7 separate regions of the Mus musculus genome follow, and regions 1, 2, 3, 5, 6 and 7 are each linked to region 4. A link is a contact called in public HiChIP or PLAC-seq, capture Hi-C and promoter capture Hi-C data. All regions are on one chromosome and are shown on one strand. Each heading gives the region's core, a stretch centred on a gene start, on an enhancer-like site or on the middle of the called end of the contact. The rest is flanking DNA. Distances are from core to core; before and after follow the strand shown.

Evidence for each region. Promoter capture Hi-C pulls out the DNA fragments that hold promoters and counts their contacts. HiChIP or PLAC-seq counts read pairs in DNA pulled down with a chosen protein or histone mark. Capture Hi-C pulls out chosen DNA fragments and counts their contacts.
Region 1: a contact with region 4 is called in a promoter capture Hi-C map of stem cell-derived epiblast-like cells, with 5 times the contacts expected there. The contact joins the promoter of Ncbp3 here to the promoter of Ccdc92b in region 4. A contact is called at or near these places in 12 of 39 promoter capture datasets (3T3-L1-derived adipocytes, cranial neural crest, embryonic stem cells and 6 more), 6 of 115 datasets of contacts at active chromatin or transcription factors (SST interneurons, astrocytes, embryonic forebrain and 2 more) and 1 of 9 other capture datasets (embryonic stem cells).
Region 2: a contact with region 4 is called in a promoter capture Hi-C map of stem cell-derived epiblast-like cells, with 8 times the contacts expected there. The contact joins the promoter of P2rx1 here to the promoter of Ccdc92b in region 4. A contact is called at or near these places in 7 of 39 promoter capture datasets (the 3T3-L1 cell line, cranial neural crest, frontonasal cranial neural crest and 4 more).
Region 3: a contact with region 4 is called in a promoter capture Hi-C map of second pharyngeal arch cranial neural crest. The contact joins the promoter of Atp2a3 here to the promoter of Ccdc92b in region 4. A contact is called at or near these places in 11 of 39 promoter capture datasets (the 3T3-L1 cell line, cranial neural crest, embryonic stem cells and 6 more), 1 of 115 datasets of contacts at active chromatin or transcription factors (stem cell-derived neural progenitor cells) and 1 of 9 other capture datasets (embryonic stem cells).
Region 5: a contact with region 4 is called in a promoter capture Hi-C map of hippocampal neurons, with 6 times the contacts expected there. The contact joins the promoter of Ankfy1 here to the promoter of Ccdc92b in region 4. A contact is called at or near these places in 3 of 39 promoter capture datasets (cranial neural crest, hippocampal neurons and stem cell-derived epiblast-like cells) and 1 of 115 datasets of contacts at active chromatin or transcription factors (embryonic stem cells).
Region 6: a contact with region 4 is called in a capture Hi-C map of embryonic stem cells, with 6 times the contacts expected there. The contact joins the promoter of Zzef1 here to the promoter of Ccdc92b in region 4. A contact is called at or near these places in 5 of 39 promoter capture datasets (cranial neural crest, embryonic stem cells, hippocampal neurons and 2 more), 1 of 115 datasets of contacts at active chromatin or transcription factors (astrocytes) and 1 of 9 other capture datasets (embryonic stem cells).
Region 7: a contact with region 4 is called in an H3K4me3 HiChIP or PLAC-seq map of embryonic stem cells, with 10 read pairs. The contact joins the promoter of Camkk1 here to the promoter of Ccdc92b in region 4. A contact is called at or near these places in 6 of 39 promoter capture datasets (cranial neural crest, embryonic stem cells, frontonasal cranial neural crest and 3 more), 5 of 115 datasets of contacts at active chromatin or transcription factors (SST interneurons, embryonic midbrain, embryonic stem cells and 2 more) and 1 of 9 other capture datasets (embryonic stem cells).

The regions. Positions count from the first base shown.
Region 1 is chr11:73,046,189-73,049,255 of GRCm38.p6, forward strand. It overlaps Ncbp3 (nuclear cap binding subunit 3), which reads left to right and starts at 1,679. Exons shown (of 13, transcript NM_025818.3): 1 at 1,679-1,894. The coding sequence starts at 1,712.
Region 2 is chr11:72,997,485-73,000,712 of GRCm38.p6, forward strand. P2rx1 (purinergic receptor P2X, ligand-gated ion channel, 1) reads left to right here and starts at 1,661. Exons shown (of 12, transcript NM_008771.3): 1 at 1,661-1,967. The coding sequence starts at 1,831.
Region 3 is chr11:72,959,512-72,962,724 of GRCm38.p6, forward strand. It overlaps Atp2a3 (ATPase, Ca++ transporting, ubiquitous), which reads left to right and starts at 1,658. Exons shown (of 22, transcript NM_016745.3): 1 at 1,658-1,960. The coding sequence starts at 1,843.
Region 4 is chr11:74,618,148-74,621,161 of GRCm38.p6, forward strand. Ccdc92b (coiled-coil domain containing 92B) reads left to right here and starts at 1,458. Exons shown (of 4, transcript NM_001013784.1): 1 at 1,458-1,699. The coding sequence starts at 1,615. It overlaps Gm50590 (a long non-coding RNA gene), which reads right to left and starts at 2,712. Exons shown (of 3, transcript XR_001780261.2): 1 at 2,382-2,712; 2 at 2,119-2,261.
Region 5 is chr11:72,687,779-72,691,262 of GRCm38.p6, forward strand. Ankfy1 (ankyrin repeat and FYVE domain containing 1) reads left to right here and starts at 2,224. Exons shown (of 25, transcript NM_009671.5): 1 at 2,224-2,256. The coding sequence starts at 2,247.
Region 6 is chr11:72,794,378-72,797,580 of GRCm38.p6, forward strand. Zzef1 (zinc finger, ZZ-type with EF hand domain 1) reads left to right here and starts at 1,849. Exons shown (of 55, transcript NM_001045536.2): 1 at 1,849-2,273. The coding sequence starts at 1,920. Cyb5d2 (cytochrome b5 domain containing 2) reads right to left here and starts at 1,462. Exons shown (of 4, transcript NM_001024926.3): 1 at 1,136-1,462. The coding sequence starts at 1,385.
Region 7 is chr11:73,016,778-73,020,251 of GRCm38.p6, forward strand. It overlaps Camkk1 (calcium/calmodulin-dependent protein kinase kinase 1, alpha), which reads left to right and starts at 2,211. Exons shown (of 16, transcript NM_018883.3): 1 at 2,211-2,350. It overlaps 4732414G09Rik (RIKEN cDNA 4732414G09 gene), which reads right to left and starts at 2,064. Exons shown (of 3, transcript NR_152202.1): 1 at 1,880-2,064.

The sequences.
Region 1 (3,067 bases), core at 429-2,928, 1.6 Mb before region 4:
CCTGTGTGGCTAAGTAATTAACTGCTTTTGTTTCTCCTACCTCCTACTCCACAGGCCTAGAAAGATAGTGTAATGGTGGGGTTCATGACTGTCACCCACAGCTGGCTATCCCAAACACAAACAGTTCTATAAAACACACACTAGGGAGCCAGGCATGGTGGTACATGCCTATAAGCCCATCACGCAGGAGGCAGAGGTAGGAGGATTAGGAGTTTAAGATCATTCTCAGCTACAAAGCAAGTAGTGGGCCAGCCAGTGCTACATAGCAAGACTCTGTCTCAAAACAAGAGGGCTGGGGTAAAGCTCACTGGTAAAGGGCTTTGTTAGCATGCTCAAGTCTCTGGGTTGCATTGTTAATACAGCAAAAGAAAAACGGAAGGAAAGAAAGGAAGGGGAACAGGAGAAAAGAAAATACAATCCATTGTTTTAACCCAATTTTGTACTTTGCATTGCAATCAATTGATGGTACCATTCTAAGGAATTCCATCTTGTTTGTCCCATGGTACAGACCCATTTCAAGAAAAGCTTGGATGTACAGTATCACCTCTTTTGGATCTTACAGCCGCACATAACTAGCTCATTCGGTCCTTATATTCTTCTGTGGAGGTGTGTCACTGTTCTATGTTCTGATGAAGGAACTGAGGTTCCGTGCCATGCCCAAAGTGACCTAGTGTATCTGAGTCTTGTGATTTTTTTTTCTGTTTTAGAATGATTTGCCTTTCTCTGAAAAGATTTTTAGGGGCTCAGATATATGGTCTTACCTATTCCTGGTTCAGATTGGGAGATAGGTCTAGAAAGGGCTAACTAAATATGACACAGGAGGAGACACAAAATCAGGACTCATGACAGACAAGAAGTCCCTTCTTCAAGTCTGAACAAGCCTTTCCTCTTTCCCAGCCAGACTCTTACTAGGAACATTTGCAGGAAATCTTGCTTGTGAGTCTCTGATGAGTAGAGCTCCCAGAAGTGACAAAATGGGTCTAAGCTCTGGTTCTGCCCTTTGGGTAGGTCACTGTGATCTTGAAGCACCCCTCTTCCCCTTTTAAGATAGGATCTTCTGTAGTTTAGGCTGGCCTCAAACTAGCAATTGCCCCTTGGTGTAATTGGGGGATAACCTTCAGCCCCTAGTCCTCCTGCCTCTATCTCCCAAGTGCTGGGAATACAATCGTGTACCATCCCTTTCCAGTTTAAATGTAGGCAGGGTTTTACCTTGGATCCCTGGATGGCCTGGAACTTAGAGATGTGCCTGCCTCTGACTCCTGACTGCTGGGATTATAGGCATGTAACCCCTACACTGGGCCCTAGTTTAAAATTTTGACCACATAATATGGCTCAATTACTGGAAGACTTGACAGAGCCAAAGCTTACTACGGAAATAACTTTGTAAACGCTCAGATTGCCTAGATGATAGATCGCGGTAACCGCTCAGCAGTTCTTAGAAGTATAGTCCTCAAAGTGCAGGTATTTTGGAACCTCAGACGACGCTCCACCTCCATCACTGCTTCGTCCCGCCCCCTACCCCGCGAAGTCCCGCCCCAAGCCGGCCCCAGGTTCCTAGGTCACCAAGGGGGCGCCAGAGATAAGGACAGCTTTCTGGTAGAAACAGACGACGCTCTAGGTGATAGCGGTGCTCCTCTGTGGTCATCGGCGACGGCGCTCTAGGCGGCGGGAGTGAGGGGCGGGCTTTCGGTGGTGCGGCCGGCTGGCAGCTATGGCGGCCGTCCGCGGCCTGCGAGTGTCTGTGAAGGCGGAGGCCCCCGCTGGGCCGGCTTTGGGGCTTCCGTCGCCCGAGGTGGAGTCCGGTTTGGAGCGTGGCGAGCCGGAGCCCATGGAAGTGGAAGAAGGCGAGCTGGAAATCGTGCCGGTGCGGCGCTCCCTAAAGGAACTGCTCCCGGTACGGGCGAGAGGGGCGGGGGCTGAGGAGGTCGCCGGGCGGGTGTCCCTGGAGAGTCAGGGAAGGTGGCGGACGGCGGCACTGGCGCAAGTCCGGGAACGCGGGAAAGGGGCGCGAGCGCCGAAAGGCGGGGGCCGCGCATGACCCGGAGAGCGCCAGAGAGAAAGGACGCCGGGGCGCCCGGAAATGGGTGCAGAGAGCGCTGGAGAGGCGGGGGATCTCGGAGAGAGTTGGGGACACCCCTCTCGCTGCCCCTCGGTGGCCCCGAACGGAATCAGCTGTGTTTGGTTGGAGATAAAAAGGAGCCGCGGGCGGGAACAGAACCTGAATCAGCCCTCAAAGAAAGTGTTAGGTGCCGCCGGCATCCAGGTCTCCTGGTGGGTCCTCCTTCCCCGGCCGAGTTGGTGTCACTTAAACCAGCTCTCTTCGCTTGGGAGGGCTAGACCTGTCAAACAGCAGACACTCGTGTGTTGGTATTGTGGATGAGGGTCCTCACGTCCCCGCACCTTCACTGCGTCTACTCTCGGTGGTCCCAGCTTCTGACACACAGTGACATTTGATCTTTCTTTAACCACAGTGGGTCTGAGGAGTGTTTTGCCTGTGGTTTGGTAGTCACATGCCCCTTCTTAAAGCTGGTCTGAGGCCTGGATAGCTCGGTTTTCACATACAACGTGAACTCCCTGCGCCCCCTCCTTTAATTACATGATAGCAGCTTGGTTTTACATTTGAAGTTATGAGTGAAGGCTAAGGTAGTGATGACAAATGACAATACCTTTGGTGACAACATCTATAGGTTATAGTGGATAGTGTATAGGTCAGGTGTTATCCATTCAGTCAGTTTAACATGTTTATATCACACACCTCTCTGTGTGCTGGTGTAATCCTAGGTGCTTAAGAGCGAACTCCCTCTTGGTGTTGCCCTAGTAGGGGAGACAAGTAAATAGTTCCCTTTTGTATTAAGTGCTACAAAAACAAACACACACACACACACACACACACACACACACACACACACACACCCTGTTAATAGGATAAAAAGCACAGTGGCCAGGAGGGATGTGAAGCAGTTGGTGTGTGTTGGGATGCACAGGAAAGTCCCTTGAGATAGTTAGATTCAACTTGAACCCCAAATGACAAAAAGGGGCCGACCATGTCAGTTGGAAGGGAGTAATT
Region 2 (3,228 bases), core at 411-2,910, 1.6 Mb before region 4:
GAAGGGAGGAGGTGAAGTGGGGGAAGAAGAAGAGGAGTATGGGAGAGGGCGGCTGTGGCATGAAGCAACATACTGGACAATGACTGCCTTCCTTTTCCTTTCTTCTCTCCATCCTTTCTCTTCTCCCTCAATTGGAGCAGGTCCCTCTCTAGAATATGGCGTAAGCATCGTCGGGGCGGGCACAGAGATGGCTCAGTCTTAGCACCCACCCATTCCTATCACACACAATTCATTTCTGGGCCTACTGCTGTAACAGCTGCACGTGAAGTCAGCTGGGAGAGGGACATGCCCTTTTGTTTGGGGTCAGGGTAAGGTCACAGAGCCTGCTGAAGCTCTGACTCCTTAGGAAAAAAAAAGCGAAGGATGTGGTTCCCACCACCCTGGCTCAGTGGCGTCAGACAGTTGAGAGAGTTCCTACTGGAATGTCAGTGTGTGTGTGTGTGTGTGTGTGTGTGTGTGTGTGTGTTTTCTATTCAAGAGGTTGGGGCTGGTCCTGGGTGCTGGGAGGGGACATGCAGAAAGCAGCCCAGTTTGCATAAGGGTTCGGTGCCAGGCCCAGGGGCCATTCGCTCCCTGTTAGTAGCTCATGAGGAAGAAGATTCCTTATCAGCACTCAGCGTGGGTCGGCTTGGCCGGGGGTGCAGAGCAGTGAAGGTTACCAAGGAGACCTGTGCTTCAGGCTGGTTCTTCTAGTAGGCCAGGGTGAGAATGCTTCCCTCTGACCCTAGGTGCACAGTGTGAGCCAGCCTGATCAGGTTCTTGGGACCCTATGCTCAGGGTCTGCTTTACTATTGAGGAAGGCAAGGGTTGTATTGGACCTGAACCCTAATTCAACAGTGTATTTTAGTTCTCTGTCCTGGAGGTTTCTGGGACCGTCCCCCAAGGGCTTCTTCACTCTGGGGAAAGTGTTATGTTGTCCCACTTTACAAGAAGCAGACTTAGAAAAGCCAGACAATGCCCCCAAGCCCTCAACAAGTGACACAACTGCCTAATATCAGGCTTTCCAAGCTGGGTCTCAGAACTCCCTAGGGATAGGTGACCCTAGTCTCGTCTAGATGTCTACCTCCCTGTCTGTTCTGGTGGTAAGGATGGGATGGGAGTGGTGTCAGGAGTACAGTCAAGCAGGTCAGACAGAGGGAGAGCAAGGTTGCAGATAGAGATGCCAGCCTGAGGCTGAAGTTAATGGGTATAGACCAAGCTTGGACTTGAAGGGACTGACGAAGAGGGAGTGTCCAAGGGTAGCTCTAGGCTACAGGACTTGACATCAGTTCTGTTCATCTTCCTGCAGGTCCCCAGGACTGAACTGTCTACTCTGAGACTGTGGGGGTGGGGATGGAGGTAGAGTGTTGAGGGATTGTCCTGGCGAGACCCTTCAGTTCTGTCCTGTCAGGTTCCTGGAGTGGGGGTAGCCAGTAGCTTTATCTCTGGCCCTGTGGCTGGTGGCCATGGTGGTTTCCGGAGAGCAGCTCCTGTTTCCGGAGGCCCAGCAGGGCCCAGGCGGAGCCTTGAGGGGTAGTGGGGCTGGGCCTGGGTGGCCTCACTGGCTCCGCCTCTGTCTATCTTTGGGAATTTATTTCACGGGGCACCACTGGCCGGTACTCCACTGCCTGCCAGCAGTCAAAAGCTGCTCTGATCACCCTGGGTTTTTCCCTCCTAACCCAGATCCCACCAACGAACCTCCAACTCTGGCCCCACTTGGCCTGCTCTGTTCTTAAGGGGCTGGGAAGCCTCCAGCCACTCCACTGCTCTCTCTGTAGACACAGATGCTAGCCTGCCCTTGACCACAGAGGCCGTGCGGGGGGCTTGTCTCTGAGCCCCTTCTGGCCCACCATGGCTCGGCGGCTGCAGGATGAGCTGTCAGCCTTCTTCTTTGAGTATGACACTCCCCGGATGGTGCTGGTACGAAACAAGAAGGTGGGAGTCATTTTCCGTCTGATCCAGTTGGTGGTTCTGGTCTACGTCATTGGGTGAGTCTAAGTCCCCCTCCCAACACCTTTGGGCACCAGTCTTCTACATGTGCCAATCCTCAGAGCTCTGGGGTACCCTTCATCTCTCCAAGCACTGGAAAGCTCTCCTGGTGAGCCTCCATGCCTTAAGAAGGAATAGGCCCTGTTAACCTACTGTCAAGATGGAGACACCAATGCAGGATAGGACACGCTACTCTGGGTGCATGGTGACCAAGGGGCAACACCATTGTGGGTCCTGAGGACATTGTAAAAGGCCCCTTCTAGTGAGTGAGTGGCACGCCCTGCAAGAGCCCTTTTCACCTCCAACTTTCCTCATGCAACTGAAACAAAGCAATGCCTCATTTTACTCGCCAGAACATAGGCTCTGTTCCCGTCTCTCCAGTCAGAACAAAGGACAACCTGGGAAATCCAGGTCCCTGGGGGACTAAAAGACAATTGGATTCTGAACACTTAGCATCTTGATGGAGACACAGAGCAGGAAGTAGTCTCCATTCCCAAGTGTGACATCTCCTTCCCTGGCACAGGGTCAGAGCAGCACAGGTCTCCTTCAGCTATCTGGCTAGCCTGGGAACCATGCAAAGGCTAGCAGGCCAGGCAGGATCTTGTGTTTGCATGTGTGTTGTGTGGGCTAACATGGTATTCTATGACTGCCCATGTCCTATATATTTAGCCATGTACCGGTGGTTTTATATACCTGGTTGGCTACGCAAGCTTACAGCTGTGTCTCTGTCTGCCCTGGGTCTGAGGTAGCTGGGTACCAGAAGTGTCACATGTCAGGAGCATCATGCTTACTTACAGTCACACTAAAAAGAGCCTCTAGAGGCTATGAGATCAGTAAAAGGGTTGGGTCCTAATGGGAGCCTGAGAACGCCCAGTACCCCTGCCTGCCTGTGTTGTGTGGTTCTGAGGGCTCTGCAAATCCCCATTTGGGGGGACTGGGACTAAGAGCCCAAAGAGTTACTCATGTGGTACTAGCCTCTTGGGAGTATCTAGTTCCTAGAGTAGCCTTTCTTCTGCTCACTGATGCCCTAAGATTCAGAGCTAGTCAGGTGCAGCCAAAGCCAGGATCCTTCAGCTGCATTTCAGGCTATGTCTTGGTCACAAATCAAGTTGGTCAAGCTTAAGAGGAAGACTAAGGCCCATAGAGGAGCCCTGGAATTTCTAGGTCACTAGGCAAATCAACCCTGAACCTTTGCTCTGTCTCCTCATTTCCCACTCCCTACAAAGTTTCCAGGAAACTTTCTGATGGGTACCAGTAGCC
Region 3 (3,213 bases), core at 408-2,907, 1.7 Mb before region 4:
CCTGCCAGGTAGGAGCCACCATCTTGCTCTGCTCATAGAGTTTGAAGAGAGGGTGGAGTGGTCTGGAGAAAGGGGTGGGGCTGCCAAAGCAAACAGTCAGGCCTGGGGCTGTCTTCTAGCAAAGCCAACTCACAGCTGTGGGATGGGAAAAGTGGGAGAGGCTAGGGCTGATGTCCCCTGAGGTTGGCAGAGGAGGTATAAGCCCCCAGGATGTGTGTGCTTGGGAGGGTGCAGGGTGATTGCTGCTTGAATGTCTATATCTCCATGTGTCGGGGAGGGAGGTCTCCAGTGGGAAAGTATCCCTGGGTGGCTCTGTCTCCAGCAGAGTCCTACCAAGTTTCCTAGCAACTTACAAATGAAGAGAGGCTGTCTGTGTCCTGTCCTGGTCAGAGGGAAAGGGAAGGAGGAAGATACCTGGAGATGTTGGAGTTGAAGCTTAAAATGTCAGAGTATGGTAGCATAACTTGTAATCCTAGCACTCTGGAAGCTGAGGCAGGAGGATGGCCAAGACTTTGAAGAAAGCCTGGACTACATAACAAGACCTCGTCTTAGAAAAATCCCAAGTAAACAACTAAAATGTCAGCTGGAAGGAGACACGGCCATAAAAGTAACATTCCTTTATCCCTACAGCAGCTGAGACCCAGCTGATGTCATAGAGTCTGGACAGCCTTTCCAAAGCCACTAAAAGGCCCAATCTGTCCCTGTCCTCACCAGTCAATATTTGGAAAGCATAGAGGGGTGGAAACAGGATAAAAATACTCGACTCTGGGGTGCCCATGCTCAGGCAGGCCGGAAGCTTCAGAGTGCACGGGTGCTTTGGGACCCAGGTGCAAAAAGGTAGGAACTACCCTGGCAGCCTTGGTGATTCCGCGGCTGCACTTAACCAAGAGCCAAGGAGTGGGGATGAGATCAGCTGTTCTCTTGGCTCCCCCTTTTGGAAGGTGAGTGGTCTCTGCCTTCCACCTCCGCAGGCCTGCAACCCTTTGGCACTCCCTGACAGTGCTGATATAGGGGAGTTTCCCCTGTCCCTCCCTCGGTCAGGGTCAGTCCCCGCCAGGCACCCTAAGCAAGGAACCCCTCTGCCTCGCTCGAGTTCCCGGGGATCTCTCTGAATCCCCACCGCACCATTCACCTGTTGGGGACGCTGGACTGGTAGGTAACAGCCTGGTACTTTTTACCTTCCTTCCCCACTGGGCCATTTTTGGGGTCTTAGAGATGCGAGTGTATGAAGAATGACACTCGTCGCAGGACCTTTGGGAACGTGTAAGGCGCACACATTCAGCACTAGAGGAAAGAAAGCATCAGGTTGTTTCTTCCGCAAGAGACCCCCAGTGCACTGCATCGGCTTCCCGCCAGACTCTGTGCAGAGGTGGAGCTGGGAAGTGGGGTGCCACTAAACGGACAACTGCAATTTGCAACACCCCCGGACACAACCACAAACACCCTCGAGCTCCTAGGACACAGAGAGGCGGCGACATGAAAGCAGTAGGTCCCCCAGCTTTGCAGACCGAGTTCGAGGCTCCCTGGCTCTAGCTTCAGTATGTGGACAGGAGGGTAGCATACTCGGTCCCCCGCCACCCTCGGCGGGGCGGGGCGGCGGCTGCTATTGCGGCCGGAAGGGGTGTGGGTGCAGGGCGGGTCCCGCGCCGCCCCGCCCAGAGGACGGAGCCCCGGGCACAGCATCCTGGCGCGGGCCCGGGCTGCCATAGCCACTGCCGTCGGGGAAGGTCCCAGCGTGGTCATGGCCTCCCGAGGGGCCCGCCCCGCCCCAAGCTCGCAGCACTCCACACAGTAGCCTTGAGGAGAAGCGACCTGGACGTCGCGGACGGCCGGGCAGGCAGCATGGAGGAGGCGCACCTGCTCTCCGCTGCCGACGTGCTGCGTCGCTTCTCGGTGACAGCCGAGGGCGGCTTGAGCCTGGAGCAGGTGACCGACGCGCGGGAGCGTTACGGCCCCAACGGTGAGCGTGGGTTCCTGCCCTGCAGTGGGGACCGGTTGTCCCCTCCTGACTCGGCAGGAAGCCGGGCTCAGTAAGCCTCTGCAAATGCGCGTGGGGCACCTGGTGGGGCCTCCCGGTCTCCTTCGGGGGAAGAGGAGGCAGGATTTGGCTCTCCACTCCCCATCTCGATGCACCCCTGCAATCCTTAGCCCATTTTATCCCAGAGCCTTACTGGATGCCCGCACCTGCTGTGCGATCTGCGGACACCCTGCAAGTGCAGACGCTTGAGGCCCTCTAGCCAGCGACTCCGAGGCCCAACCTATCAGGGGGTTCCGATGTCTCCCCGGAAGGTTCACTAAGGCGCCCAAGACGGTGCAGCCTGTCAGCTGTCAGCTTTGGTGCTCTTAACCCCAGTCCCAGGTCTTCCTCTTTCTGCAACCCCAAGCGGATGTGGCTGCCGGGAGTTGATGTGGGTTTGAACTGCTGAGGCAAAGACCCACCTTCTTGGAGGGGCAGGTCGGAGGTCTGGAGGAGTCTTTTCCCCAGCTGGTGATCTGGAATGGTGCCTGCCCCATCTCTGGGGACCGAGGTAGCCCACGTACTCTTTCAGTTTACTAGAGGCATGGCTTCCTCCCCTCTGTCAAGGAGCATGGGATTCTCCTTCCTGTCCAAAGTCTTGCCTGGCCAGTGCCAGTAGACCCCGTCTAGATGAGCCCCACACATTGTTAGGAGCGTGTAGTGTGGACATCAGAGGTTCCCTGCAATGTCCTCCTGTCACTCCTGGCTCAGGGCCACAGCACCTGTAAGCTTGAAGGAAAGGGGGGAGGGGGAGAGAGGGAGGGAGGGAGGGAGGAAGAGAGAGAGAGAGAGAGAGAGAGAGAGAGAGAGAGAGAGAGAGAGAGAGAGAGAGAGAGAGAGCCCAACCACTCCAAACTTCTATCTTTTTGGAGAGCCCCTCACCCTTGAGAGTTGCCAGGTACCAGAGGAACCATGCTCTGGCCTGGGTGTCCCTCTGCTCCAGGCAGTCTGGGAAGTAGGAAGAGCTGTCAGAAGGGATGCTTTGGGTTTGTATTGGTTTATGAAAACCACCTCTTATGTAAATATTATCTTTCTGGAGCAGAAATCCTTTTTCAAAAAAAATTAGTTGCTATATTTAGTTGAGCTGTGGGAGGAACTAGGAGATAAATATTATTTAATATCCCCCATTAATGACTTGGCAGTAAGGGTGCCCTTTTTCTGAAGAAAGACAGGGGTAGCAGGGTCCGTTTCAACCC
Region 4 (3,014 bases), core at 208-2,707:
GGCCAGTTAGGACTAAGTGACACCTTATTTAAAAGAAGAAGAGGAAGAGGAAGGAAGAAGAGAAAATAATCTTGAGATGGTAATGCACACCCTTATACTCAGAACTCAGGAAACAGGCATGAGGATCTCTGTGAATTCAAGGCCAGCCTGGTCTATGAAGCAATAGAGTTCCAGGCCAGCAAGAGCTACACACATAGTTTTTTTTTTGTTTGTTTGTTTTTTTTGGTTTTTCGAGACAGGGTTTCTCTGTATAGCCCTGGCTGTCCTGGAACTCACTCTGTAGACCAGGCTGGCCTTGAACTCAGAAATCCGCCTGCCTCTGCCTCCCGAGTGCTGGGATTAAAGGCGTGCGCCACCACGCCCGGCTAGCTACACACATAGTAACGCCTTGTTTAAAAGCAAAATTAAGGCCTTGTAGAAATTTGGCTCAACAAGAAAGTAAATATTTGGCTTGTAATGGAGTGAGGTATTCCAGACCAAACTTTAGGTCTGAGTCCTTAAAGACCACCTCTCCCTTCAGCATGATAAGGTAGGATTGGAAATGTGTTGCCTTTGGGAACTCCGAGCCTCCTGAACCCCTGTCATCAACCATCATGTGTACAGGTGTCTAGTGAGCCCCCACACTATAGTGAGCACTGTACAGGTATTAACTCATTTAATTCTCACAACAACCCAATGGTGCACTCCATACACCACCATCTCTCCAGAGAAGAGAAAGATGCTGATGGTGCCAGAACTCTAAGATGAGCAGAGTAACTCTAGAAATCTGTTTACAGAAGAAAGGAAAAGGAGGAGGAGGAGAAGAAGGAAGAGGAGGAGGAGAAGGAGGAGGAGGAGGAGGAGGAGGAGGAGGAGGAGGAGGAGGAGGAGGAGGAGGAGGAGGAGGAGGAAGAGACCCGGCTCAACACCAATAGTGCCTTATGCGCCTTATACTTTTTACGGACTTTGGAATTTATAAAAGATCTTTTCTTGATTCTGGGTACCATCATATAAGAGGTGAGGTGATTCACCCAAGGTCACAAAACTAGTGAGACATCTGGCACAGCTTTGCTGCTGCCTCTACCAGGAACACATTTTCAGACTATCCAGCAGCTCTCGAATACCCCAGCTCGTGGGTACCCCAGCAGGCAGCGGGCGCTGCCTCACTTAGAGAGGCGGAGCGGATCCTGGCCTGTGGGCCTGGGCGCTGTCCGCGGTGCTGATCGGTCGCCGCGTCCCTGCTCGCCTAGTCGTCTGTGGTGTCTCGGGCTCCCTCCTCAGCTCCCAGCCAGGGCCGGATCCGAGGATTCTGCTGCTCGCGGGGTGCGAAGGCCCGGATCCTGGGGCTCCCCGAGGTCCCAGGGTTCCCCTCCCCCGCCCCAGCCTCCCCTCCCCCCGCCCCGCCCACGGCCCCTCCCCGAGCGCCCCAGGTCCCTCCCTTCCCCCTTATCTCTCCCACCCCCCGCCCCCTCCAGCTCGTTCGCCAGTTCCGGTCACGTTGCTGGGTGTTTACGCCCGAAGCCTGCCCTAGGCCCCCCACCTCTGCGCCCCGGAGCCCCCCAGAGCCCTGGAGTCCGCACCCCACAGCCTCGCAGCAGTTGATGGCGCCGCAGCCGGGCCGCGCTCTGCGGATCCATGAGCGCAGCTAGCGCGGGAGAAGAGCTCTTCCAGAGACCCAGCGAGGCCCGGGCCGGGCCCGGCGGCTCTCTCGGGTCCGCAGGTGAGCAGGCCGGCGGTGGGTGTAGAGGGTGGGCGCTGGCTGGGTGATCAGGGTGATGAAGAGAGCCCCTGAGCTCCGGCTCCGCCTGGAGGGCTGCGCGGGGTCTGGCACCGCAGCGCGCGAGAGGCGGGCAGGACGCGGGCTGCTGGCAGAAGTTGTCCTCCGCCGCCAGACCCGAGCCCTTCCCGGCATTGGCAGGGGGTCCAAAGCAGTCCAGACCACCACTCGCACCGTTCTGCCTGCTCTTCGTATCCTGGCTGGTTCCTCTCTTCCCTATACCCTGTGGTATCCATAACCCTCAACCCTGCCCCCCACCCTGCAGACCCCCTAGTTCTGGGTGTCAAATTCGAGGCATAAACTACAGAGCATCAAGATTGAAAGGTGGGTCAAGTTTTTCCCGACACCCCACTCCCATGTACCTGAATCCTCAGCAATGCTGAGGTTGGGGTTGTGGGATCTTCAGTGGAGCGGGGAGCCAGAGTTGAGGGGTGTCTGGGAGGAGGGACTCTGTAGTGCGGAGGATCACAGGTCCTTAGAGAATGTCTCTGCTACCAGCCCCCACCTTGCAGACAGAGTCCCAGACACTTGTCAAAGGCCAGATCTTGGTTCCAGACTCGTCCTCAGGAGAGCCAAGGACTTAGAGGGGGTGGCAGAGTAATTATTTTTTAATACGTGTACTCACTTGCCCTGGTGATTCCCAGTAAGACTCAATTCATTCTCTCGGCTTCACTCTTGGCTGTGTGGTTTGTTTCTTGCAAGGAATTCCCAGAGTCCAAACTGCCCGCAAGAAGGCTCTAAAATGCAAAGGAGAAGTCAGATTTCAGGAGACAGAAACTGGGTGGAGTGTAGGAAGCTAGGGCATGGCTGTACAGGGAGAGAGTTTATCTGGAGAGCAAGAGGTAGAATCCAAAAAACAACAACAAAAAAGAGGTTTAGCCAGCAGATGTAAAGTGTGGCTGCCTTCTGAGGAGCTATGTGTTACAGGGTGAGTGCCTCAAAGTGTCTCCTAGGTGTCAGCACAGTTGTGCATGTCCGGCAAAGGGCTTTACCTCTCTGGGGTCCTGTTTCTTCATCTCTGGAGTGGATGTACTAGTAGGACCATCAGTGTACAGATGAGTTAGTGTGTATGGAGCTGAGGACGGTACTGAGAGTTAGTGTGTGCTAGCATTTGTGCCTGGGTCTTCAGGCCTGGACCTAGGAAGGCTTCTGAGATCTGTGCTCCTCTTGCCATGGGCTTCTGAGTCAGATGATGAAGAGGAATAATGACTAAGAAAAATAAAGAACATATAGATTCGTTTATCCACTCATCCATAAC
Region 5 (3,484 bases), core at 974-3,473, 1.9 Mb before region 4:
ATCCAGCGCAGCAATGCTTATCTAAATTCCAGTGCTGGAGAGGCAGATTCAGAAGGCATTTCTTGGTCTGTCAATCCATATATTTGAGCTCCAGTTTTAGTGAAAAACTATCAAAAAAATACAGTGAGCTGGGTGTGTTGGGGTGTACCACCTTTAATCCTAGCACTCCAGAGGCAGAGGCGAGTGAATCTCTTGTGTTTGAGGCCAGCCTGGTCCACAGCAGGAATTCCAGGACAGCTGAGGCTACAGACGCTCTCAGAAAAATGAGTGAACTACAAATGAGCAAGGTACCTTGACCTCTGGCCTCCACAAACATGCTACACTTTCACACATAACCTATAAAAGAAATACAGTACTTGAATGCTCACAAAATCTCATTCTTCACAATACTAGAAACCATGTTTTTATTAAGCAAGTTTCTTGATAGTAGATTTTGGTATCTGTGCATCATAAAGGATCTGGCCAAATTTTTAGGATAATCCAGGGCAAGAGTATCTCAACTAGAAACAAGTTGGAGCCTTGTCAAACCTTCCAAAACGAAGTGGGACTCGGATCTCCCGCCTAGAGCAACTTCCCGCTCCACTTTCATTCACCCCTTGTCTGCTCTGGCTCCTCCCTTTGCCACGCCTCCATCCATGGATACCTCTGACCCTAGCATTTGGAAAAGCAGGAGGACCAGTAATTCTAGACCAGTCTGTACTCCATGAGACTTGTCCAAAAAAGTGAAAACAAAAACAAACAAAAAACCTGGCTCAGATTAAGTTTGCTGGGCTTGCAAAGCAAGGCAAAGAGAAAACATGCTGCAAACAGATGTCAGATATGACAGCACTTTCCAACCAGTTAAGTTGTTTTAATGTTAGGAGCTTGAGTATTTTTAGGGGATAGAAGAGTCTGTTTATGCTCAAAGCTGGTTTATCTAGCCACCTGAAGATCTCAAAAACTCATTTGACACACCTATGAACCATCCTCAGCAAGGCAGTGAAGCTTTGAGCTCAGGCACTTCTATTGAAACTAACAAATATTGTTTCTTTAATCACATGTCGCTTATCCAGGGCCACTACTTTAACACTGCCCTGTTATTTCCTTCACTACTGTAGTCTGCTACAATCGGAACATCAGTTTTTAGTACATAATTATCCTTAATGTATTTAAGTGTCCTTCTCTTCCATTTTCTAAGTGTTTTTCAGCCAGGGTCGTCCCCTTTTCAAAATTTTAACCATTGCCCTTACATTTTTATAATCTGAACTCAATCCCTTCATTATTCCATTTCATTGCCCTCTAATGCTTTCTTTAACTGTGGCAGATCTTCCTAAAATCTTAACTGTTCTCTAAGTCACTACTTAACTGTTGATGCATTATTTCTATTCTCCTTTGTTGACCTGGAGGCTTCAGGTGTGCTAAGTACATATTCGTTACCCGGGCCAAGAAAAAGTATTTATGTCAAGTGTGGTGGCACTTGCCTTTAATCGCAGCACTCCAGGCAGAGGCACTAGGGTCTCTTATCAGTGTCAGGCCAGCCTGGTCTACATAGTAAGTTCCAGAACAGCCAGGATTATGTAGAGAAACCCTGTCTCAATTCCCCACTCTACCTACTCCACAGCCAAAAAAGGCATACTATCTAGGATTGTCAGCCCTCTATTTTGCTATTATAAAAATCATCTAATCATTCTCACATTCACAAAAGGTTTAAGCTCCTGGTTTACAATCTGAATTCCTTCTCCATGGCCTTGTCAACCGTTATTAGCTCCTAGTGTTATTTGGCTTTGCCACTTTGACCTCAGGGATCTCACAATTTTGCTTACATAAAATTGTATAGAGATTTGCAGTTTTTGCGACCCCTATATTTGTAACCAGTGTGTTTGCCTGTTTGATAACCCAAGTTGTCTGGTTTTAGCCATAAAAATTCCCAAAGCCCTGGAGAAATGCTATCATTTAAGTATTAGGACAGCGTCCCACGTGGTTACAAAGTAACTTAAAGATCCGCAGTCCCTGCCTCAGAATAGTCCATGTTTGCTCTACCCTGACGATCGCCTGGAGTACGAGATAGCCCAGTCCGCGCTTGTCAAACCTTCCAAAACGAAGTGGGACTCGGACCTCCCGCCTAGAGCAACTTCCCGCTCCACTTTCATTCACCCCTTGTCTGCTCTGGCTCCTCCCTTTGCCACGCCTCCATCCATTCTCGCGAGACTTGATGATTCCCTTGCGCCGGCATTTATCGCGAGGCTGTAGGCAGGGCCGGGCCCGACATGGCGGAAGGTAGGTTTTTTGTGGGGTGGCACGGGAAGACGCGAAGCAATAGGGGTACCACTGGCCGGGCACAGAAGCCCCTGGAAGGGTTGTCCGGCTGTGGTCGTACGGTGCATCACGTGTCTCGCGAGCCTTCCTATGTAGCGTTTCGGGGCTCCCCGGGCCGGGGTTCTCAGCGCCGTTCCTATGGCAACGCCCCTCCTGCAGTCTGTCTTCACTCGTCACCCCCCGCCCCCAACCCCGATCCCGGTAGTCTCAGAACGAGAAAGGGGTCGGGTCCTGGGAGCGAATGCACCCGCGGGACTCGAGAAAGCTGTAGAGGAGCTTCTTGTGCCAGCCATGCTGGAACGGGGAGGGAAGTGCCCCTCTCCTTAGGAAATCGAAACTGCTGTCATGGCAGGTCCTGCATCCGGAAGGGTGCATCTCTTGCCTGCGGAAGAGCTTGGGACTCTTCCTTGGAAGAGCCGGGACTGCAGCTGGACGACGGGCTTCTTGGGCGTGCGCTGTAATAGTCTTTAAGCTTTTTGGCAGCCCTAGCAAATGTGGGCACGCTCAGATTCTCTGAGGTTTACAAAGGGGCAAAAGGAGATGTTTCCTCAGTAAGGAAGTTGACCAAGGTCACACTGCTTGAAAGAGGTGTGCTAAAGCCAGGCTTCGGTTCCTTTACCTCCTGCTTTAGTCCTTCGTCTCTTTTTTAGTACTTTACGACATTGCAGGTAAAGGCATCCGGTTTCTCAGGTGCAGCCTCCCTTAAGGAATAATGTTAGGATCTTTGCTTGCCATAGCTTTACTGTATGAGTTGGGGTGAAAGCCCTGAGATAGTGAGTTACCTAGTAGTGATCAGACAATATTAGACCTGGCCGGTGTGCTTCTCCTGTGTACCCCATTGTTGGAGAAAAATACTTCTTGTTGGACTTTGTTGAGTGGCTGAAGATTTACTTGATCTAGACCTGGCCTATTTTGTTTTTGTCTTTTGTTTGTATTTTTTGGTAAGTGTTGATTAAACTCATCATTTCTTGATCTGAGATTTGGGTAGTGTGACAGTTTGTGTAGTCTTCTCAGATTTGAATTAGGTTTAAGAGTGACACGAAGTAGGCCTGCCAGGTGTGTTATTTGCCCTTTATAGTTAAGTGAACTGAGGCCAGATTCATGGCTGGGACTGGATTCTGTTTTCATTTTTACTTTTTCTATCTGTTAAACACCTTGGAGGTGGTGAACATTGTCCAACAGAGGAGGA
Region 6 (3,203 bases), core at 599-3,098, 1.8 Mb before region 4:
GTCTGGAGAGAAGGAAGTGAGTGATCTGTATTTAAAGGTAGCTTCCTAATTCTCCTAAATGACCGGTGGACTGCTTGAAATTTTTGTCAGTCTAGTTACCAGTCTTGCCCTGCGATCTTCCTTCCCAAATAAACAAAGAGAGAGGTATTCTCCTTGGCTAGAAAAACAACACCTTTAAAATTGGTAGCTGGGAAGCTGGCTTACTGGTTAAGAGCAGTGGATGCTCCTCCAGAGAAGCAAAGTTCCCAGCACCCAGATCACAACCATGTTTACTAGTTACAGGGATTTGAAAACCTCTTCTGGCTTCGATGGGCACCAAGTACACAGGTAGTTCAGAGTTGTACAAGGAAGTAAAACACTCATACACATAAAATAAAAATTAAAAGCTATTAGGTTGGTAGTTCTCATATCTTGTTAAGGCTTTTAGTCAAATTACATTTTCCGATCCCCTCCGTTGTTAAGGGGTAACGGGAGCACAGCAGAATGGAGTTAATTTGATAAATGTTCTTAGGAAGGCTAATATACCAAATTTTGTCAGAAGTTTTGTTTCGTGTTGTTTTAGAGCCAGCCTGGCCACAAATTCCTGGCTCAATGGATCTTTGTAGCTCAAGAGATCCTCCTGTCTCAGCCACTCCAGTTAAAACACCACTTCTGGTTTATTGTAGGTATTTTAATACTACAAAAGATACTTGCTTTCCTGTGCTCTAACTTCATTCCCCGCTTGATTCTCATTTTTTTTTTTTAAAGAAAAGCAGACAAGTGCATCTACTAGAATTAAAAAAGACTCAAATATTATATTAGGGGAAACGGAGGCGGGCGGAGGAAAGGTTATTTCGGGTCAGTCTAAAGAGCCTGAAAGCACGGTAGCTCTAGAGACCAGGTAGACTTCTGAGTGTAACCACTACCTAACAAGACACATCTTTCTCCGAATCAGTCACACAGTGCAGCAGACAGAGTCGGAGGGTACATAACTAGCACAGTTGCGTCCAAGCTGCAAACCAGGACCGTGTCCTTCCCACCGCAGCAGTCTGAGGAATGTGGGATGACGAGGCGCGGAGGAATAAATTACTGGACGAACGCAAGCCGTGGCTACGAGCCCACGCAGGAGGAAAAGGTGTGAGAGCCTCGCCGATACCTGCGAAGCCGCTATAGTGCGCCCCAGGCTCGTAGTGCCTCCTGCCAGAGGACACGTCGTAGACGCGGCCGAGCAGTGCCAAGTACAGGCCCGGGTCCCCTGGGCCGCCGCGATAGCGGGCTAGCTCCTCGGGAAGGAAGAGGCGAATACCAGGGCGGGGACCCCACCAGTCCATCAACCACACGGCCATGACAGCCACCGCCGCCACGGCCAGGCTCAGCACCACACCAAGCCCGCATATCCTCAGCATCTATACAGCAACACACCAGACACGCTTCGGAGGTAGCCACCTCTTAAGCCACCACTAAGACAGCAGAGACGCCGGCCGTGACGTCGGCAGCGCGACACTGACAGACTTCACAGCAAAGTTGACTCTTTTGCCCCCGACTCTTTCTTCTTTTCTTGTCCAGCCTAGATTCTGAACGTGAAGCGTGGAGCAGAAAAGGGGAACAGTACAGAGAAAAAACAAACAAACAAACAAACAAACAAAAAGTCCTGGCTTACAGTTTATCCGCCCTCAACAAAGATGGCGGCAGAGGCGGCTAGACGGATACGTTAACGGGTGGGTTCCCGGGCTTCATTAAGCTGTCGTGAGCAAATGGAATCCGCTTGACGGCTCCGTTGCGACATCAGGCCTCGCTCGACAGCCAGGAAGCCGGAAGTCACTGCCGCCGCTGTGGTCTCCACCCCGTCCCCGCCCGCCAGGAGCTGTCGGAGGTTGACAGGTCGTGGCTGGGAGGCGGCGGCGGCGGCGACACCTCCGAGCACCCAAGACGGAGACCCCATGGGGAACGCTCCGAGTAACAGCAGCGAAGACGAAGCGGCGGCCGCAGGGGGTGAGGGCTGGAGCCCACATCAAGATTGGGCTGCCGACTCTGGCACGACCCCCGGCCCCGGCCCTGCGGCCGCGGTGCTGCCTTCCGCCGCTGCACTCCTGGAACCCGCTCGGCTGCGAGAGGCAGCGGCTGCGTTGCGGCCCGCACCTCCCTGCGAATCCCTGGTGTCGAGGCACCACGGCGCGCTCTTGCGCTGGCTGGAAGAGCGGCTGGGCCGCGGTGAAGAGTCCGTCACCCTGGAGCAGTTCCGGGAGTTGCTGGAGGCTCGCGGCGCTGGATGTTCGGGCGAGCAGTTCGAGGAGGTCAGGGCTGGCTGGCTGGCTGGCTGGCGACAGCGGTGCGGGAGCAGGGTGGTCGCCAATAAGGTCCTGAAGAGGTGGGCGGTTGCTTTGCGGAGGCCAGCCAGGAAGCCATAGGGTCCTCGGGTTCTTAGAATGGAAGTATGGCGTTGTCCGAACTCTTTCGGAGTGCATCACTACGGAATTTTGCTACGTCTCTCGCCTTTACTAGAGGTGTGGAAAGTCCAGGCTACATTAGCTTTGTTCCGAAGAGAGGAGCAAGCCAAAAAAAAGTCTCTGCATGTGGTAGGCAGACATTTGTGCAGTTGACAGGCTTAGTTGCTTGCTGGACCTTATCAGAGTAAGACAATTACGAGAAAGGATGTGCAAAGATCAAGGGAGTGGCCATGAAAACCATTCTGTTTTACTGGCCTGTGCAGGAATCTTGTAGAGAACCATCTGAGTCTAATGTGGAAGGAGGGTAACATTACACTGAAAAGACTCATTCTGCAAGCCGTTCATGACTATAAAATACTAGGTTTTGTTTGGTTGGTTGTTTTTTGTTTGTTTGTTTTTTTTTAACAAGTATACACTGGATTTTAAATCATTGAAGAACTTGTTCCAGGCTCATTTGAAACCTTATCAAACCTAAAGTTGATAGGGAAGCGTTAGTTTTCTTGTACTTATGAAATTTCTCCTCATATCTCTACTGAACATTTTGGTTTATGGTTTGGAAAAAACTGACCCAGAGTTAGCCTATAAATCATTTCACTAGCAAAGTTGAGAGTATCTCACAAACCTCTTGATTCCCACCCCATTCCCTTAGGTCCCTATTATCCTGCTCCCTGAAGTCTTATTAATTCCACAATGTTAGGACAAAAGGTTTTTAATGAGTAAGCCATGTAAAATTGTCAGTCATTGATTGGTTAGTGTGTAAAGCAAGAAACCCACAGT
Region 7 (3,474 bases), core at 961-3,460, 1.6 Mb before region 4:
TGTAGCCTTGGCTGTTCTGGAACTCGCTCTATAGTCCAGGCTGGCCTTGAACTTGGAGATCTACCTGCGTCTGCCTCTGAGTGTTGGGATTAAAGGGATCCACCACCACTGCCCGGCCCCTTTTCATGTTCTTGCTCTTGCTACCTGGTCTGGTTATGTGACAAAATTCACGTTAGTGGGATGCACAGGGAATGTTCCGTGGCGCTGTCTTTAAAAGAGCTACTGTTGGGGTAGAGAGATGGCTCAGTGGTTGAGAGCACATGCTGTTCTTACAGGGGAGCCAGATTCAGTTCCCAGCACCCACACAGTGGCTCACAACTCTCCGTAAGCACACACAGATGCACATATAGGCATACATGTAGGCAAAACAGTCACCCACATAAAATAAAGAGTTAGCATCGACCCTTCATTATTTTTCTCCATTCCAAAACCTGGAATGCATACGTGATAACTGGAGTTCCAGCCCCTATTCAGAATCACGAGGTCAAAGGCCATCTCCAGGGCTTCCTGGTGCAGGGAGTGGAGAGAGCCACATCTCAAAGGCTTTTGTGGAGCAGAGCCATCATACCAGCCCAGAACTGTTTTTCAAGATTTATATATATGTAAGATTTGTTGTTGTTGTTGCCTAGATCTTAATCTGATCCTCTCAGCCTTGCTTCAGTTGATCTGTTTGAGCCTTTCCATTAGAATTATGACTGGATCCTCAAGGACTCTCAAAACCATCTCTTCAATATTGGGGTATAGCTCAGTAGTAGCATCCTTGCTTAGAATGCAAGAAGCCCTGGATTCAATCTTCAAAACTGGGGGTGGGGGGAGGAGTCTCTGTAGCCCAGCTCTTTCCTGAACTCCAGCCCTATAGATCCAATCCTCCAGTTACTGGACCCAATTATTCATTTCAACAAATACATGCTGGGCATGCATCAGGAGGTCAGGCTGTGCTGGGCGAATTCATCTCGACCCTTGCTCTCAAGAGTTCTTAGTCCAGACAGGACTCAGGTGAAGAGGTGCTGAGATCTGGAAAGCACTGAGAAAGGGCTGCTGGGCATTCCAGGTATCCAGAAGGTCATGGGGAAGGCTTCCTAGCAGCAGAGGCATTGAACTAAGTGCCAAAAGACAAGTGGGGTTTAGGCAGGCAAGTGGTGAGGGGTGAGCTATGGAGGGCTTGAGGGGACTTAGTGGCAAGCAGTGGAAGATCCTAAGAGGCAGCTCTCTGGTGTTCCTAGTGCCTGTTCTGGTTGTCCCAGAAAGGTTAATGGGAAGTGATACTGGATTGGGGTGAGGGGTGGGGCTGCTGCACTAATCAAGTGGAGGTATACTGCATGACCGTGGTGGTCGAGTTCAGGGAGGGGCAGATGGTGGGGAGAGAGAGAGAGAGAGAGAGAGAGAGAGAGAGAGAGAGAGAGAGAGAGAGAGACTTTAGGGATCTTAAGAGGCAACATGGCAGATCCTTGTGCTACACCCGGTTGGGTCAGAAAACCTGCTACACAGGTAACTCCTGGTTTCTAACTCCTGGTTTCTAACTCCTGTTTAAGACAGAGACACAGGTGAGACCAGGTTGGAGATAGCAACATGGGTCTGAGTTTGAGGCAAGCAGTGATGTGGGGCATCTCCAATAGACTAATAATAGCAGGATTGAACCAGGAGTCTGTGAGGGCAGTCCCCAGGCATAACCACAGTCAAGGCCACTTGGTCCTGGAGGGCTCTTTTTCATTCCCTCAGCCCAGCCAGTCACCTCCTGCTCCTCTCCAAACCTGAGTGCCGCCCCACCCCAGCACTCTGACGAATCTCCCTCCTCCTTCCCTCCCCCAACCCCCCCGGAGAACACTCAACTCCAGGCCCTTCTCCCAGGGCCTCTACCTAGCCTCTCCTTGGTACGCACCGGGCCTCATCCCGAAGGAGGGATGCTCTTGCCTCTAGAGACTAGGACACCGGATTGAGGACTCGAAAAAAGCATCGTACGCTTCAGGCCAGGCTGAGGGGCCCACGACGTGGCCTGAGGGACATCGGGTTCCCCGAGCCTGCTTGTCTGCGGGCGCCGGGGGCGTGACGCGTCGGGGCCCATCCGCAGGGCCCCTCCCGAGCCACCTCCTCCCGATCCCGTCGAGACCCGCCCCCTCTACCCCTGGGCGGGAGGACCGGACTCTGATTGGACATCTCTGCGGGGCGCTGCGCGGCACAGCCAATGATCGTGGGCCGGCGCGGCGGCGGGCGGGGGGAGCGAGCGCAGCCTGGAGCTGCGGCGCCAGCGGGTTGAGCCGGGCGATCCTAGCCCGGCAAGGCGGGCAGGGCGGGGCGCGCACAGCGGGAGCGAGCCTGGTGCCCACCGCAGAGACTGTCGCCAGGTGCCTAGGTAGGGGTCAGCAGCCGGGACTTGGAGTTGGAAACTGGGGTGCGGACGGCTGAGCCGCCCTGTGCAGCCAACGGGCTGTAGAAGGGTGGTCTACAAGGCCGGGTCTACGTGGGCAGCCGGAATCTGGTGTGCAGAGATTCCCGCTGTGTCTGCAGGGCCAGGTCCTCGGGATGGTTCCCTGAGCCCGCATCTGTCTAAGCCAGCTATGCGGGTGCCCGACCACCTGCGTTTCTTCCGCAGCTGCTGTCTGTGGGACTGCATAGAAGCCCCGCGCGCGCGGTGCCTTGGGCCCGGCTCTGGGTGGAGGCCGTGTCTATTCGGAGTGGGCCTGGACGGGTGCACCCACGTGTGGATCTCAGCAGAGCGCTTCTCCCACAGCCCTCCCGTGAGTCTTCCGTGGAGAGCTGGGGGCGGGGTGATGAATGGGACGGATGCAGCGAGCGACTTCAGCTGCTGCGCAGTCGTCCCCTGACTGAGTGAGGGTGGCGGAGGCGGCGCTGTGGTTTCTGGGTCTGGTGGGTACAGGATTGGTGCTCCGAGGGTGCACACGTGCGCGGGGAGCTGTGTGTGGTGTTTGGAGGCGGGTGTGCGTGCGTCACGTGGACACAAGAGTGTGCCTGTGTACCTGAGGGGTGCGTTTCAGGATGGAGTGGTGTGTGAGCACCGGTCACGAGGACAAGGATTACATCTGTCAGGGAAGGGGTGTGTGTCTGTCTTGAGGGTGTTACAGAGTGAGCAGAGCTAGCTGTCACATGCCTTGGGTCCCAGGACTGTGTCCCAGTGAGCTCCTCTCTTTGTCTTGGCCAGGTTCAGGGTGTGAGAGAAGCGCACAGCTGTGTCCTTGAAAATCCCAGGGAAAAGGAAGAGGCTGGGTCTTCTGCGCATCTCTACCTCTTCCATCCAACATACGCTGTGGGTCAGACTGTTCTAGACCCTACTACCTGCTCCTTGGTCCCCCACGCCCAGTCCTCAGACCAGGACTGGGGCTTATTTTAAACCTTATCCAAGTGAATTGCTTCCCTGCTTAAAGACTCCTTTGGTGTTAGAGGCCTCTGGTTTCTGTTCACAAACCCTAAACCAAGCCTGTTGGGAAGCACTCTATTGCTATCACGTTGGGAAGGGAT